2 separate regions of the Mus musculus genome follow, and region 1 is linked to region 2. A link is a contact called in public HiChIP or PLAC-seq data. All regions are on one chromosome and are shown on one strand. The core of a region is the stretch at or near the end of the contact, and the rest is flanking DNA. Distances in the headings are between cores, read along the strand shown. Region 1 has its middle 7.6 kb from the start of Gm32448. Region 2 holds the start of Nedd9 (neural precursor cell expressed, developmentally down-regulated gene 9).

Evidence for each region. HiChIP or PLAC-seq counts read pairs in DNA pulled down with a chosen protein or histone mark.
Region 1: a contact with region 2 is called in an H3K4me3 HiChIP or PLAC-seq map of intestinal villus epithelium, with 23 read pairs. The contact joins the enhancer-like site here to the promoter of Nedd9 in region 2. A contact is called at or near these places in 3 of 15 datasets of contacts at CTCF or cohesin (the NIH/3T3 cell line, large pre-B cells and pro-B cells), 19 of 484 Hi-C or Micro-C datasets (the C2C12 cell line, CD4 T cells, CD8 T cells and 11 more), 11 of 115 datasets of contacts at active chromatin or transcription factors (the 230-238 cell line, CD8 T cells, the SCID.adh cell line and 8 more) and 3 of 9 other capture datasets (adipose tissue, liver and pancreatic islet).

Annotation. Positions count from the first base shown.
Region 1 is chr13:41,399,290-41,406,127 of GRCm38.p6, forward strand. It overlaps a transcript of Nedd9 not described here. Among named protein-coding and RNA genes, the nearest start is that of Gm32448, 7.6 kb to the right of the region's middle. Within about 2 kb of position 2,837, at least 108 of the 459 cell types and tissues checked have an H3K27ac peak or open chromatin away from gene starts, as enhancers often do. A contact at or near this core is called in the 230-238 cell line, the C2C12 cell line, Sertoli cells and 10 more, where this site is marked.
Region 2 is chr13:41,356,764-41,363,612 of GRCm38.p6, forward strand. It overlaps Nedd9 (neural precursor cell expressed, developmentally down-regulated gene 9), which reads right to left and starts at 2,238. Exons shown (of 7, transcript NM_017464.5): 1 at 2,090-2,238. The coding sequence starts at 2,101.

The sequences.
Region 1 (6,838 bases), core at 1,587-4,086, 43 kb after region 2:
GAGACTACCCCACTCGGGGATCCATCCCATAATCAGCCACCATGCATTTTATAGTTAACATGGGTTCTGGGATCTGAACTCTGGACCTATAAACACCAGTCAGAATCACTATACTTATAAAAAGTCATTTACTAATAAAAAGCTCAAATAATAGTGAGCTGAAGTTATTGGCTCTTGAAGACAATAAAAAATTTGCCAGTGCTTGAAGAAAAGCAATAAAGTTATATTTATTTCAGCTGATCGAAATGGGAGCATTATATCTTGTCTTGGGCTTTTAATCTGGTTCCAGAGAAAATCTAATCTTCTTGAAACTGGAAGGAGAGACTTTGTTTTAAGAAATGTAAGTAAAGTTGAAGATTAAAGAATTGGGATATTTGAACTTAGAAAGAAAGGCTGGGGTTCCCAAAAAGCATTTCTCGTACAAAAGTGCTGATTTCTTCTAGTTTTGAAATGTGTAGCAACAGGCCAAGCTCCTTGATTTTAGTGAATTCAGTGAATGTAGGGAGAATGTGCTAAAGGTGAGATTGAGAGAGATGGCTTACCACATAGCTATGAAGTACTCAGTGTGACATAAGACACCCACATGAAACCTTGGTGTGGCACATATAATCCCAGAGCTGGGGAGACAGGGATAGGAGGATCCCTGGGTCTAGCTGAGTCAGTGAACTCCATGTTCAGTGAGAGACTGTGCTTAAATACTAAGATGGAGAGTAATTAAGGAGCGCACATTCAATGTTGAACCCTGGTCTTTGCATGCACACATCTGCACCTATGTTAATATGAATGCACACAGACACAGATACACACACACACACACACATACACACAAGAAGTTTGGGACTGGAATGTCAGTGGTAATGTTATATAGAGTTGACCTTTGATCTCTGCAATGGCTCTTCTACAGAGCTTGTACTATTACAAGTCTGATCTAGACTCCAGTCAGGCAAGCAATAGGTCAGCAATGTAAACAGCTCCATTTTACCCTTGGATACTGCAGCCTCTTCGGAGAGCAACTGGGAATTTGGGGAAAAGGAGCAAGAGGGAATCATGGTTCCCTTTAGTTTGTTCTGTGTTCTCTCCTATTCTCAGAGAGAAATCCAGTTTGTGATGGTAACATGGCTTCCTCTCTGATTGGCTTGTGCCAATTTAAGTTCTGAGAGTGTGCTAACACAGTGACTCATTCCCCCCACCCCCCAGGGATTTTCTAAGAATAATCTCTTAACTTCCGTTGAAGAATAAGGCCTAAGAAATAAATATCCCTTATTGATAAACAAAAAAGAAAGCCAAGCCTGACCAAAAAAGAAAAGGGTTTGCATAGAGTTCTTCTAGCAACTTGCCAACTTCAACTGAGAAACCAAGTCGCCTGCAGTGGCTTTGATTACAAAATAGTAAGTGACTGACTGACCTACAGGAGGTAGAACCACAGTACCTCCAAGTTCTCCTCCTCTCTTCAGTGTGTGGGGATTGACAGGTACCACCACCACACTGTTCTGAATTTTCAAAGTCTCCAGTGATCCGATACCTCCCAGTATTTCTCTCCTTCCCAGGAATGATAGCTTCACTTACCTACCTAAAACAAACAAGTAGACATGTTCAGCACAGCTGAGACCTCAAGGGAACCTACTTGTCTTATGGGCCTCCAGTGACGTAGCTCTGAAGTAAGAAATCTGTGGGGCATTTCACTTCAGCAGGGGTGGACTACAAGGGACACTTTCCTCCAGTGTCTGTCTGTGTATAGAAGCTGGCAGGCCAGGGAACAAGCCTTCAAAGTTATCACTCATTACCATGAGGGACATTTATGTAATCAATAAGGCACTGGGATGGAGACCATACACCCTTCAGGTTGCTGACCTCACTATGCTTTCCATCCCTAGAGATGCTTCAGACCTCAAAGGAACAAGGCAATGCTTTAAGCAGAAAGCAGAGAAATTAGAAGACCAGACTGTGGAATGGGTGGCTATCAGGATTGGAGGCTGGGTGTTCTAAACAAGGACGGCAACACCAAGGCTAGCTGTGGATAAATGGCACCAGAGCATTGCCTTCAATGGGCACAATCCCAAGAGCTCAGAGTCCTTTACTCATGTGTTTTCCCTGCTTCAGTAGGGCAGAGAAGCCCACTCAGAGTGCTATAGAAGGTTTTGGGAACATGGCTGGGGATGGTCTTAGCAGTGACCAGCTTTTGGTTTACTTCTTGGAGGGCAATGCTCCCAGAGACTAGGAGAAGGCGCATTCTAAGAGCTTCATAGTTGACTCTACAGAATGGGAGCATTCTGAGAGTGAATCCATCAACGTAAGACTTGGAAGGATAAAGGCAAAAAGTCCTTAGCCTTGCTAGGCATTCATGGACCTACTCACAGTGCTTAGCAAACTAAGGCAGGAGGATGTTAAACTTCAGGATAACTGACTTGGTGGTGAGACCACCCCTCCTGTCTGTAAAAAAGCAGAGCCATTGTCCTGCTGCAACTGTTACAGGTGGCTGGGGCTAAAGTCCAGTTCATCAAGGACACTCTAAGTCTTTATCTTAGAGGCTGGCCTCCCTGGCTTGCTCAGCTCCCCCCCCCCCCCCCCGCCCTTGTCACCCATTTCCCCAGCTGTTGTTGGTAAGGGGATGGTAAACACACGCATAGCTGAAGGGTGACTGTATCCCTCAATTCTGCATTCGTGCCACTGCTCTATAAACTGGACTGGAGTATTGAGAAGCAGCCCGAGCTGCAGGACACAGCGTTGCCCTTGGTTCTTATAAAGTGATATATTTTCCCAAGCTCCTCCTTGGTGGTCCCAGGACAGTAGGCAACTGTTCTTTCACAGACCAGGCTATGGCTGAGCTAGCCTATCAAGCCAGTAACTCCTCCCTCTGCTTTCTCCCTTGACTCCCCAGCCCGGGAGCTTGCCTTTCTTTTGTCCAAATTGAAAAGTCAGGGTTTCCATGTCTCCAAGGAGAACTTGTTATGTGGTGAAAACAAATCGATCCTGCTATTCACCTCCACTGATAAATCTTTTTACTTTTAAAAGATGGCGTCTCATAGATGCCAGGCTAACCTCAAACATGCTGCTTCGTATTGATCCTCCAGTCTTCCCAATCTCCACTGGGATTAAATACAGGTCTGTGCTACTGTTTTATCTATCCTCTGGCCATTTTTTAATTTCACACTCCTTCCACCCGTGAGTGTTTCTTCTAGGAAAGGACAGGCTGAATGGAAGATGTGATGCCGTAGCCTCTATGCTCTCAAATCCTCCAGATGCAATGAAGCAATTGTTTCCTCCTTTGGCTATGCTTGGGCTCTGTCTTGTCTCTTGCTGTGTGCACAGCTGCATTGGTCCAGATTTGCAGTGAGGGTTTCCTCTCTGGTTGGACCGGGCAAGTTGTGCCTGACGAATTTACTTCAAGGTCATTAACTAGAAAAAAGAGGAAGTCCCATTTTTTTTTTCATGAATAACAGCAGGCATGTCTTTCTTTCCTCCCTAACATCAGGTTGATTGGTTTCTTGCTGCACTCTCCACTGTCCTTGGCTTACACGGCCCCTAGAAATATGTGACCAAGGTTCAGAGCCAAAAAAGTGAGACCACAGAGGAGTCTCTGTGTTCAAGAAAAAATAACTAGGAGCTGCCCTGGGAGGTCCCCTTCCTGTTACTGGCTTCATTCTGGTCATACTTCAATGCACACTCCCTCAAGGGTGCAAAGAAGAGAACTGTTCATCCCATATACACACTCGATTGTTTGAACTCCTTTTAGTCCTTTGTAACTGCCTGCTGGCTTTTCCCTTCTCTCCAGGTTCAACCGGTTGCTTCTCTCTGGACCCCGAAATCACTGGCCTGTGCACACTTGAACCTGCTTCCTACAGCAGCAGGGTCTGGGGAATATTGGTCACCAAGCTCCATTTGTTTTTATAGATTATTAGCAGATCTTCAAAGGGACCATGGACTTTGTGCTAGCCTATGGGAAGAAAAACAGTCTATTAAAATGTTGCCTCATTAGCCTGGTTCTTTGAAGGTAAACAGCATAGGACAAGGTATGTTGGATGGCTTGTAATGTTGAGACTTACATAGGTATATGATTATCTACCTCCATATTTTTGTGTACTTAAACCTAACAGAGGTATTTTTGTTTTTTTTATCTGATTTTTTTTTTTTTGAGGTAGTTAGTCCTTAGGCTAACCTCACAATTGCTAGAGAGCTGAGGATTGACTCAAATTTCTGATGCTGGTATTCTAGGTGAGAGCCACTATGCTCAGCACTAACAGATACATTCTTGAAAATTATATGTATACACACACACACACACACACACACACACACACACACACACACAGACACACACGCACCACATACCCATAATTCCAGGAAGATCACCACCTTGATCTACATAGTGAGCTCTAGGCCAGCTGGGACTACATAGTGAAATTTTGTTTCTAAAATGACCAGACAATAATAAGCACATTAAACATTATGATAACTAGCACCAAAAGACTGGTTACTTAAAAATGAAAAACGGGGTTATAAATAAATAGTGCCTCTCTACTTAGCTTTTACCAAAACAAGTCCATACAAAGGGATGGACTTTGCTTACAGCAAGGGCAGTCTGGATCATGACAAATGCCACACACACACACAATGCCTGGGAGGCCAATGCTTGTGACCGTATCTCTGCCTACTCCCTCACGCTGCTCTTTACACTGTCCCACCCTGGGCTGAACTCCGTGCTCCCTTTCCAGCTGGCAGAGTCCCTCCTATTAGTGACTCAGTATGACTTCATCTATTTCAAGGTTTTGAGTCAATATTATCAAGATCCACATTACGCAAGGCATTGTTTACACAACTGGAGGCAGAAATGGACACCCAGTAACTCACAGGGCACTTGTAACTTTGGAGCATCACCTGGTCTGGGCTTGCTCTTTGGGAAGCACTTCTACACACCCAAACAGCCTCCTTTCCACGCGTGCCAGGGTGAGCGAACACGAATCTGAAGTGCTTTGTGTTCTTTTGTGTGTAACTGGGTCTCTCCTCCCTAGAACTTTCCTAGTTGCCCACACAAACAGCCTTTCCCTATGCAGGGTTGCTCTACCCACTTCTAATGGTGCCACTCAGCCAAATGCTACAGTGAGACAACTGTGGGCTCTTTTGTCCGATCATTTTCTTTTTATTATTATTATTTTTTTATTTTTTTATTACGTATTTTCTTCAATTACATTTCCAATGCTATCCCAAAAGTCCCCCCCCCCACTCCCCTACCCACCCATTCCCATATTTTGGCCCTGGCATTCCCCTGTACTGGGTCATATAACGTTTGCCTGACCAATGGGCCTCTCTTTCTAGTGATGGCCGACTAGGTCATCTTTTGATACATATGCAGCTAGAGTCAAGAGCTCTGGGGTACTAGTTAGTTCATAATGTTGTTCCTCCGATAGGGTTGCAGATCTCTTTAGCTCCTTGGGTACTTTCTCTAGCTCCTCCATTGGGGGCCCTGAGATCCATCCAATAGTTGACTGTGAGCATCCACTTCTGTGTTTGCTAGGCCCTGGCCTAGTCTCACAAGGGACAGCTATATCACCGTCCTTGCAACAAAGGCTTGCTAGTGTATGCAATGGTGTCATCGCTTGGAGGCTAATTATGGGATGGATCCCTGGATATCATTTCAGAGCAAAACCAAACTGTGGTATTGAGGCTAACTTCCAAGAGTCCACTCCGCATGAAGTCCAGGAACCAGGTTAGAACTGAGGTTGCTGGTTACTATGAGCGTCAGTGGAACATGTCAAGTTTGCACGTATTCTCATTTCAAAGTTTTACAGGCGTAATAAAGGTGGTTTATTACCACAGATGGGATTTCAGAATGCTGATCTGGCCCCTAATCCACCCAATCCCATGGACAGGGAGTGTCCCTGCATCTGTTCTGAAGGGTCACCCAGGCTATGCCCTTAGATACTTACTCAGACTTGGAAACGATGCCCCAGTCATGAGTCAGACTTGGTCCAAGGTTAATGCGGCAGGGATCACATACTCTGGGTATTTCCAACAGGCAAGGGTAGGACACTATGGGTAAAGCTCACAGAATGTGGTTGTCTACCTGTGCTTCTTGCTCTCCAGGAGGATGAATGCATGGGAGTTTCCCATTTCTCACTCATAAGTTCCTTGATCCATGCCTCAGTCTACTTGCTCCTTGGGCTCACTGTGTTTAAAGAACTGTGCTCCAAGTAGGGTGTGCTGAGCTGAGCAAGGTCCATTGCAGTATAGGGAGACCCACAGCACATCTGTCCAGATGGCAAGACCCGAAACTTCCCAAACATCAAATGCCAGGGAGAATGTGGAGACAACAAAATCTTTGTCCATGGTTGGATGGAAGGAAGCTGGTGTAGCCATTATAAAAAAAAAATGGTATGCAGACGCTTCAGGAAATTGAAAACAGAGCTAGCTTATGATATAGCAATCCTACTACTAGATATCAAATGAACTTAACACATCAAAAGTTATCTGTAGCTTCGTCACTGCTGCGTTGTTTGCAATAGAAAAGATATGGCAATAACATCTGCTGATAAATGAGCTGATAAAGAAGATGTGAAAAGACACACGTACACACAACACATACTCACCCAGACTGTTACTCAGTCTTCAGTATTTACTCAGTAATCTGGGATGATATAGGCAAAACTGGAGAAATTTATACTAAGTCAAATAAGCCAATGACAATAAAACAAATGGCCCCATAATGCCATTGTATATGTAGCACTTAAAAATGCTGAGTAAGTAGAGCTTGTAAGTGAGGAGGGGGTGTGTCTCCAGGGACACAAAGCTATAGACAAGATGAACAAGTTCTAGGACTCTCTTTTGTACATCATGATGGCTA
Region 2 (6,849 bases), core at 988-3,487:
TCTGAGGGATGTTTTAGGGAGTTACAGATGATTTCTGTTTTAGGGTTTGCTTTCCCTTTCCTGGTAGTGTTTAAATCACCAGTATTAGATCAAGATCACTTTTAATCCCATGCTCCTCAGTTGGTGTGTCGGAAAAAACCCATCATTTAACTTCTGTGTGCCACAGTTGCTACTTTGGGAAAATAAGTGTGCCTCGGAGCTAATGGGGAGAGTTAAGTGTGACGGACTTGTATCGCTTTACCCATCATGCCTCTGCTTCAGCATCTCCTACACAGAATGACTAATTCTCTCCTGAAAGACAGTTATCTTTCATTAGCTAAATAGACTTTATGACAGAGGGAAAAGTGGCTCGCTTCTGCTATGGTCAACTCAGGGTGCCCATGTGTGAGTTGTTTACTTGGGGAGCATAGCGTTTTTGCTGGTGAAGTTGTCTACAATAATAATGAGATGATGGTGATGATGGTGATGGTGATGATGATGATAAATAACCATGTATTTCTATTGCTCGGCAAAGTGTTCAACTCTGGGCAGACTCAGCCAAGTGGAAAGCATTCCCCAGTTGCAGTTTCTCACCTGCAGTGTAAATCATCAGTCCCCATGATATTTTCTTTCCATAAAGAGCAAAGCGAAACATGATGAGGTCACTGAACCAAAGTGACTTTAGATGTCGTCACATGTCCTCACCTTCTAGACTACAGCACTCAGAGTTCACACCAGCTATTTAATGTCCCAATGATGGACAGAGTTAATCCTTTCTCTTTTCTCTATAACACTGTCTTGATTCAACAACAGGGAGAATGGGAAGGAAAAAAAAAAAAACAACATTGCAGGCTTGATACCATGTATCCCCATCACTTCCAAAAAGATTCTGTTCCTGCCAGGTAGAAAGCTGCATCATTTCTGACTGACTCCTAGAGCTTTCCTTTCTTCTGCCCCTCCCCATAGATGTACGAAATGGAAAGCTGATAGGAGATGACAATAGATATCTGGGTCTTTAGACTGCTGGAACTTCCCCAACAACTATCACTCATGCTTTGGCTCACAGCTTTTGAACAAGATTTATAGACAGGGAACCAGTGGCTGTTAGCTACAGCCTTCTATCCCAAAGGAAGGGCCAGAGGCTACATACCGCAGAGGGAAGCCAAGTTAGCCCCTAGCTAAGTCAGTTAACTGGCTCTGTTAAGTCACCTTACCAAAACGAATTTTTGAAATGACACAGTCCTTTAAAAGTCGAGGACTCATGTCTCTTCACCATTAAAATTAAAAAAAAAATTTTTTTTTAAAAAAAAGGATCGTAAGTAAGTACCGCCAAGTCATTGCCATGAACTGCTACTGGGCCAAGTCCCTTGGAAACTGCCTCATTAGACGGGATGTGCTGAGCAAGGCATAATCATTTTGCCAAGAGTAACCCCAGAAACCGTGGTGCAAAATGCAGTGGAAAATAGAGCTGCCAAAATTATGAGCAGGACATTCTGTAAGCGTCAGGGAAAATAAGCCAGCCGGAGCCTTCATACTTTCAGACCCGTTCAACCCCAATAAAGAGTTATCCAGAAATGACTAACAGCCATTTATTCATAAGGATGTGGGAATTCTCCATCATCGCGCCTATGATAGTGTCTGGGTTTTTAATCTGCTTCTACCGAAAGGACCTCGAGCAGACAGCTTCCCAGATCAAGTGCTTAAGGCAAAAATCTGAAAAGGTGCTTTTAGAACCTGTCAGAGACTCAGCAGTTCTGACTCTCCTTATTATGGCTCCCCAAGCTGGCTTTGGTCAGGCAGAGACCTGCGACTTGCCTGCTGCGAGGCGAGTTAGACACCCTCTGATCTCTGGCGGCGGCTCCTATGCTAACTCTACTCCACCGCCTTCCGCCACCCACAACAACTTTCAGAACCATGCACCAAGAACTAGTGGATCTGAAAGCGCATGTCTGCTGGCGGTACACCCGGGGGAAGCCTGGAAGCGAGATCAGACGCAGCTCGGCAAAACCAGACACACAAGGGATCCCTGCCCAGTTGTCAAGGTGGGAAAGGCGCCGGCCGGCACAGCTGCCTCTAGCTTCTCAGGAGACGGCGTACAAGGCACTCTTACCTTGTACTTCATCTCGGCGGTGATCTGATGAGCCCTGGTCCTATCGAATCACACAGTGAGTGAGGCACTGCAGAGTCCGCCCCTCCATTGAGCGCTGGGCTGGATGGAAATGAGAAGCCTTCGCCTCCCGCGCACTGCGGAGTCTCTGAGCTCACAGCCCAGATCCAGACCAGCACGGCGCGGGCCTCGTTTGCATACCGCGCCGCCATTGGCTGCTGGTGGCGGTGAAGGTAACGCCTCCACCCCGCCCACCTCTAACTTCTGAAACCCTCCGACAAAGAGCGTGTAATACGATCATTTCTTTTCACGTTATCAAAAGGGCGGAGGAGAAAACAGAAAGTGGGGAGGCGGCCCCAGCCACCCGGAGAAATAAAAATATAAAGAGGAAAGACATAGGAACCAGACAAAGGAGGTACGTTCCTTTTGAGAGTAACCTAAGTTTTAAAGAATCCGAATTCACAAAGCAGTCTGACGATCGCGCTTCCTGTGACCTAGCAACTAGTTCATAAACCCATTTCATTTCAAAGCCATTCACCTTACAATCTCTACATGAAACGAGCTGGAGGAACAAAGGGTTTTCTGTCTCCAGTACCCCCCCCTTTTTTTTTTACTAACCACCCCTGCTGATAGCTCTCTTTCCCTGTCTTTTCTCTTCCCCTTCCCTTTTCTGTGGCTGCTCCCCTCACCCCCAAGTGTTCAAAGTACTTTGCTAAGTCAGTCTGCTAGGAGCTGGAAAACATTTCTTTCTCAATGAAAAGGAACTCACTCATAAGCACCAGGCCTTCCCGGTTCTTCTCACTAGGACCTCCGAGGATAAAGGATAGGTGGGAACCCATGCAGGTTCTATAGAACACACCCGATACATCACGCCTGTCCAGCCAGCACTCTCCTCTTTGACCGCTGGCATTGCCAGATTCCGCTTTTGAACACCGAGGCCTTTTCCTTTTGACCTCTCTCCCCCAAATGACCCATTAGCCCACTCACACTTATTATTCAGGGAGAACGCTTCTGTTTGATAAGCCTGGTTTAAAAAAAAAAAAAAAAAAAAAAAAAAGAACAGCCTCTTTCAGGCAGAGCGCGGGACATGATTTGTAGAGCGGTTCCATTCTGAGATTTCTATAGAGAAAGAGAATCACTCAGGAGAAGACAGGCTTTTCTTTTCCTCGGGCCTCAGGACTTGGAGTATTCAGGACTATCCCCCAGTTGGGATGCATTCCAGCCAGACTGCACGACTCGGGTGGAAAAAAAAAATCAGCTCTTACTTCTTTCCTGACTAAGGTAGTCCAGAATCAGTTTTGCCTCCCCAATCCCCTTCTAAATTTCCAATGGATTAAAACTTTTGAAAATAAATGATTTAAGCCAAAAGCATAGGAGAGCAGATGCCGCATAAAAGTGGTTTCTGGGGGTGGGGGTGGGGGTGGGGGTGGGGTAGGGTTTACATTGACAATTGAATCCACATTTGGCTGCAGCTTGGAGTTTGCTCTACAAGATGTCCCTGGCCACCTTCGTGAAGTTGACATCCCGGTTCAGGCCCCTTCCAGGTCATGGCTTTTACTTCCTGATCTCAAAGCCGAATTGAACCTGTGTGATTCGCAAGGTCTTTTGTACACAGATTAGGCACGAAGCAGATTGCGGTAGCAGGATCATCCTGGCAGCCCTGAAGATTCACACTAGGGACCTATGTTTGTAGGACAAGTCAAATCTTTCTCTCTAGATTTGTCCTGGTTCCCCAGGAGACAGAGATAGCATTCCTTTGACTTCTTCAGCAGCCAGGCTGAATCATGCTTAGATGAGTGGATTAAAGCAAGGCTAACCCATTCAACCTCAACATTGCCAAAGCCTGTGCTAGGCGTTTGTGAAATTGTCTTCTCAGGGTAGATGGCTTGATTCCTATCAGGCAAATCGATACACATTCCTTAACTTTGCAATGCTAGCCTTATAAAATGAGGACATAATAATGTGTACCTGCTAGGGAAGAGAGCTAGGGTTTTCCTTGAGTGTGATAGGAAGCCATCTAAGAATTTTGAGAAAAAAACAATTTCCCTGTTTTTGCCCTTATTATCATGCTGTGATCTCAGTGCAGCCTAAGTAACACAAGTCATTTTGTTTTTATTGGTTATGCTCCCTCTAAACCTTTTGGAGAAACACAAATTCAGTAAATAAAGGAATAGCCCTTTCTGTATTGATTGCCTGAGACGCTGAATGTGAAAAATATGAAAAACTGATTATATAATTAAATTATTCAGGAAACCAGTGGGTTGGTTGGTACCTTTCCAGAACCGCCAAGGACCCTGGGCTCAGTCCCAACCCACGCTCACCAGCATCCTACGAGTAGGTGCCTCTTTGGAGAAAGCCATGCCCAGTTAGACCCTACTGCATCCAGGAGTCAGGGAAATGGCACCCGGTGCTTTCTGAGGGATTTTATTAGTAGCCATTGGACGTTGGTCAGAGCACACATGGAAATCAAGCAAATACTGGAACTGCTTGTGGCTCAGGCAGAACCCAGTGGCTATTTTGTCTGGGTGAAGGAACTAGAGCCCATGAGCAAGGAGGAGAGCCCCCTGGGGAATCAGCAAAGAGAACTCAAAGCTGACACGCAGAGACCTTGAGCCCTCTGGGTGTGATCCTACTAGTCATATGTATGGTAAGCCACTCTCCCGACTCTCCACTCTATTTAGAGATTTCTCTTTAGTTTCCTTCCTCGAAATCTCTCTATCTTCAGCGTTACTACCAGTTCCCTTCCCAGAGGACAGAGGGGATGGCGTTTAGATGGAATTGAACAGTCTCTTATCGATATGCTAACATCTTAGGAAGCAGACACCTTGGTGTGGACTATAATGAGAACTTCGCCAATCCTCGTTTCAGTTTTTTTCCTCCACACCCCAGGCTTATTTATACCTTACTGGCATTGCACAGATGGGTCTTTCTACAGAGAATGCTCTGGCTGCTTGTCCGCTATCAGGCCTAGCTCAACACACTAATGCCTTTGTGTGTGCTGGTCCACAGCCCCCGCCCTGCCCACCTCGCCCTTTCAGAACAAATCTCTCCTTCCCCTGACTGTGCTCCCATTGTACTTGGAACACAGATCTCTTAAAAGTGCCTTTTCCGTGTTTGGATGCTGATGGTGCGTTGACGTCTGTTTCTACAGCTTTGGGTGGGTTCTGGAAGAACAAGGTGATGGCTAGTTGATCTCTCTGTCTCTTTATACCCTGTATGTACTTAAGTCATTGCCCTGTGGATCAGGAAGTAATTCAGAGAACACATGTTTACCTCCAAGTTCGGCCTAGTGCCCAGGAAAGAAATAGAAGAAAATCCTTATGTCTGAGAACACCCTCCAGGTCTCATTTGTTAGCATAGACACAGGATGCGCCTTTTCAGAGCCAATGCCAGGCTGCTGTCAGTCCTGTCTCTGTGAGCCAGGAACAGCATTCACATTGCTAAGTGGCTTGGGAGGAGGCAAAAGAATAACATCTTGAGAGATGTAAAAATTAGGCGTAATTCAAATTTCTGTGTTGTCTATACGAGAAAGTTGTGTTGGCATATTTATGTACAATCTGTTGAGTTGCAAAGCTGGGGCTGAGTGGTTGACCCTGAGTTGGTAAACAGCGCAAAGCTAAAGAACGTATTTATTATAAGATAATACTATAGCCACGCATGGTAGCACATGTCTATAATACCAGCTCACCCAGAAGCACTTGGTAACTTCAAGATCAGAATGGGTGAGCTGAGACCACCCTCTCTTCCCTCCCAAAACAACAAATCTCACAAAAATCAAACAGGTATGACAAATAAAATACTATCATCTGCCTCTCCACAGAAAATGTGCCGCTTATGTTCTAAAATGCTACAAGACTTTTCTGGTTTTGAGTTCAGATCCTTCTACAGCTGAAACAACCCAGAAGCTGGCTGAAGACCAGACCAGAGAAAGCAGGCTGAACAAAGAGGCATGCTAGGACTATGCAATACTACTTCTAGTTTGATGTCACTTATTTAAAAATCTGTACATACGAAATCATCTCAAAAAAATAATGCCCATGATGCTTTTCCATTCTATGTCACGTCTATAAAACCCCCCAAAGACAAGCCACTGAGACTTCTCTTTCAGTACAATGACTTTCCCCAGAGCTTTTTACAGTAGTTGTTTACAGACATTGTCTCCCTTAGCATTTGTCTTGTGGGCCGAATCCAGGAGGTGGATTGTTCTTAGCTTATGTATTACAGCATGGAAACTTCCGGAAAGGTTTGCAGTTCACACGAAGTTACAGGACAGATGAGTGACAGGTTTACAATAGAAACCCAGGCGGGCTCCTTCCTGGGTTGGTGTAGCCCTCACAAAAGAGCGACAGTGCCCATCAGGCTTCTTCTCAGCACAATTATCTGAGCCCTGCTGATTGTTTCTTTAAGGGTAAGTCTACAGCTCAGTGGAGGACTAGGCATATGGTGATGCTGTCAAATAGTGTAAACATACACACATGCACACACATACAAACACACACACACATACACAAACACACACACATACAAACACACACACATGCATGCACACAAACGCATGCACACATCATACACACATACAAATACACATACACAAACATACCTACACACACATACAAAGATGCACATGCATATACCACACACATACATGCATATACATACACACACACATACAAACACACACACATACACACATGCACACACATGTACATATACACATACACACATACACACATGCACACACATGTGCACACACACACACACAC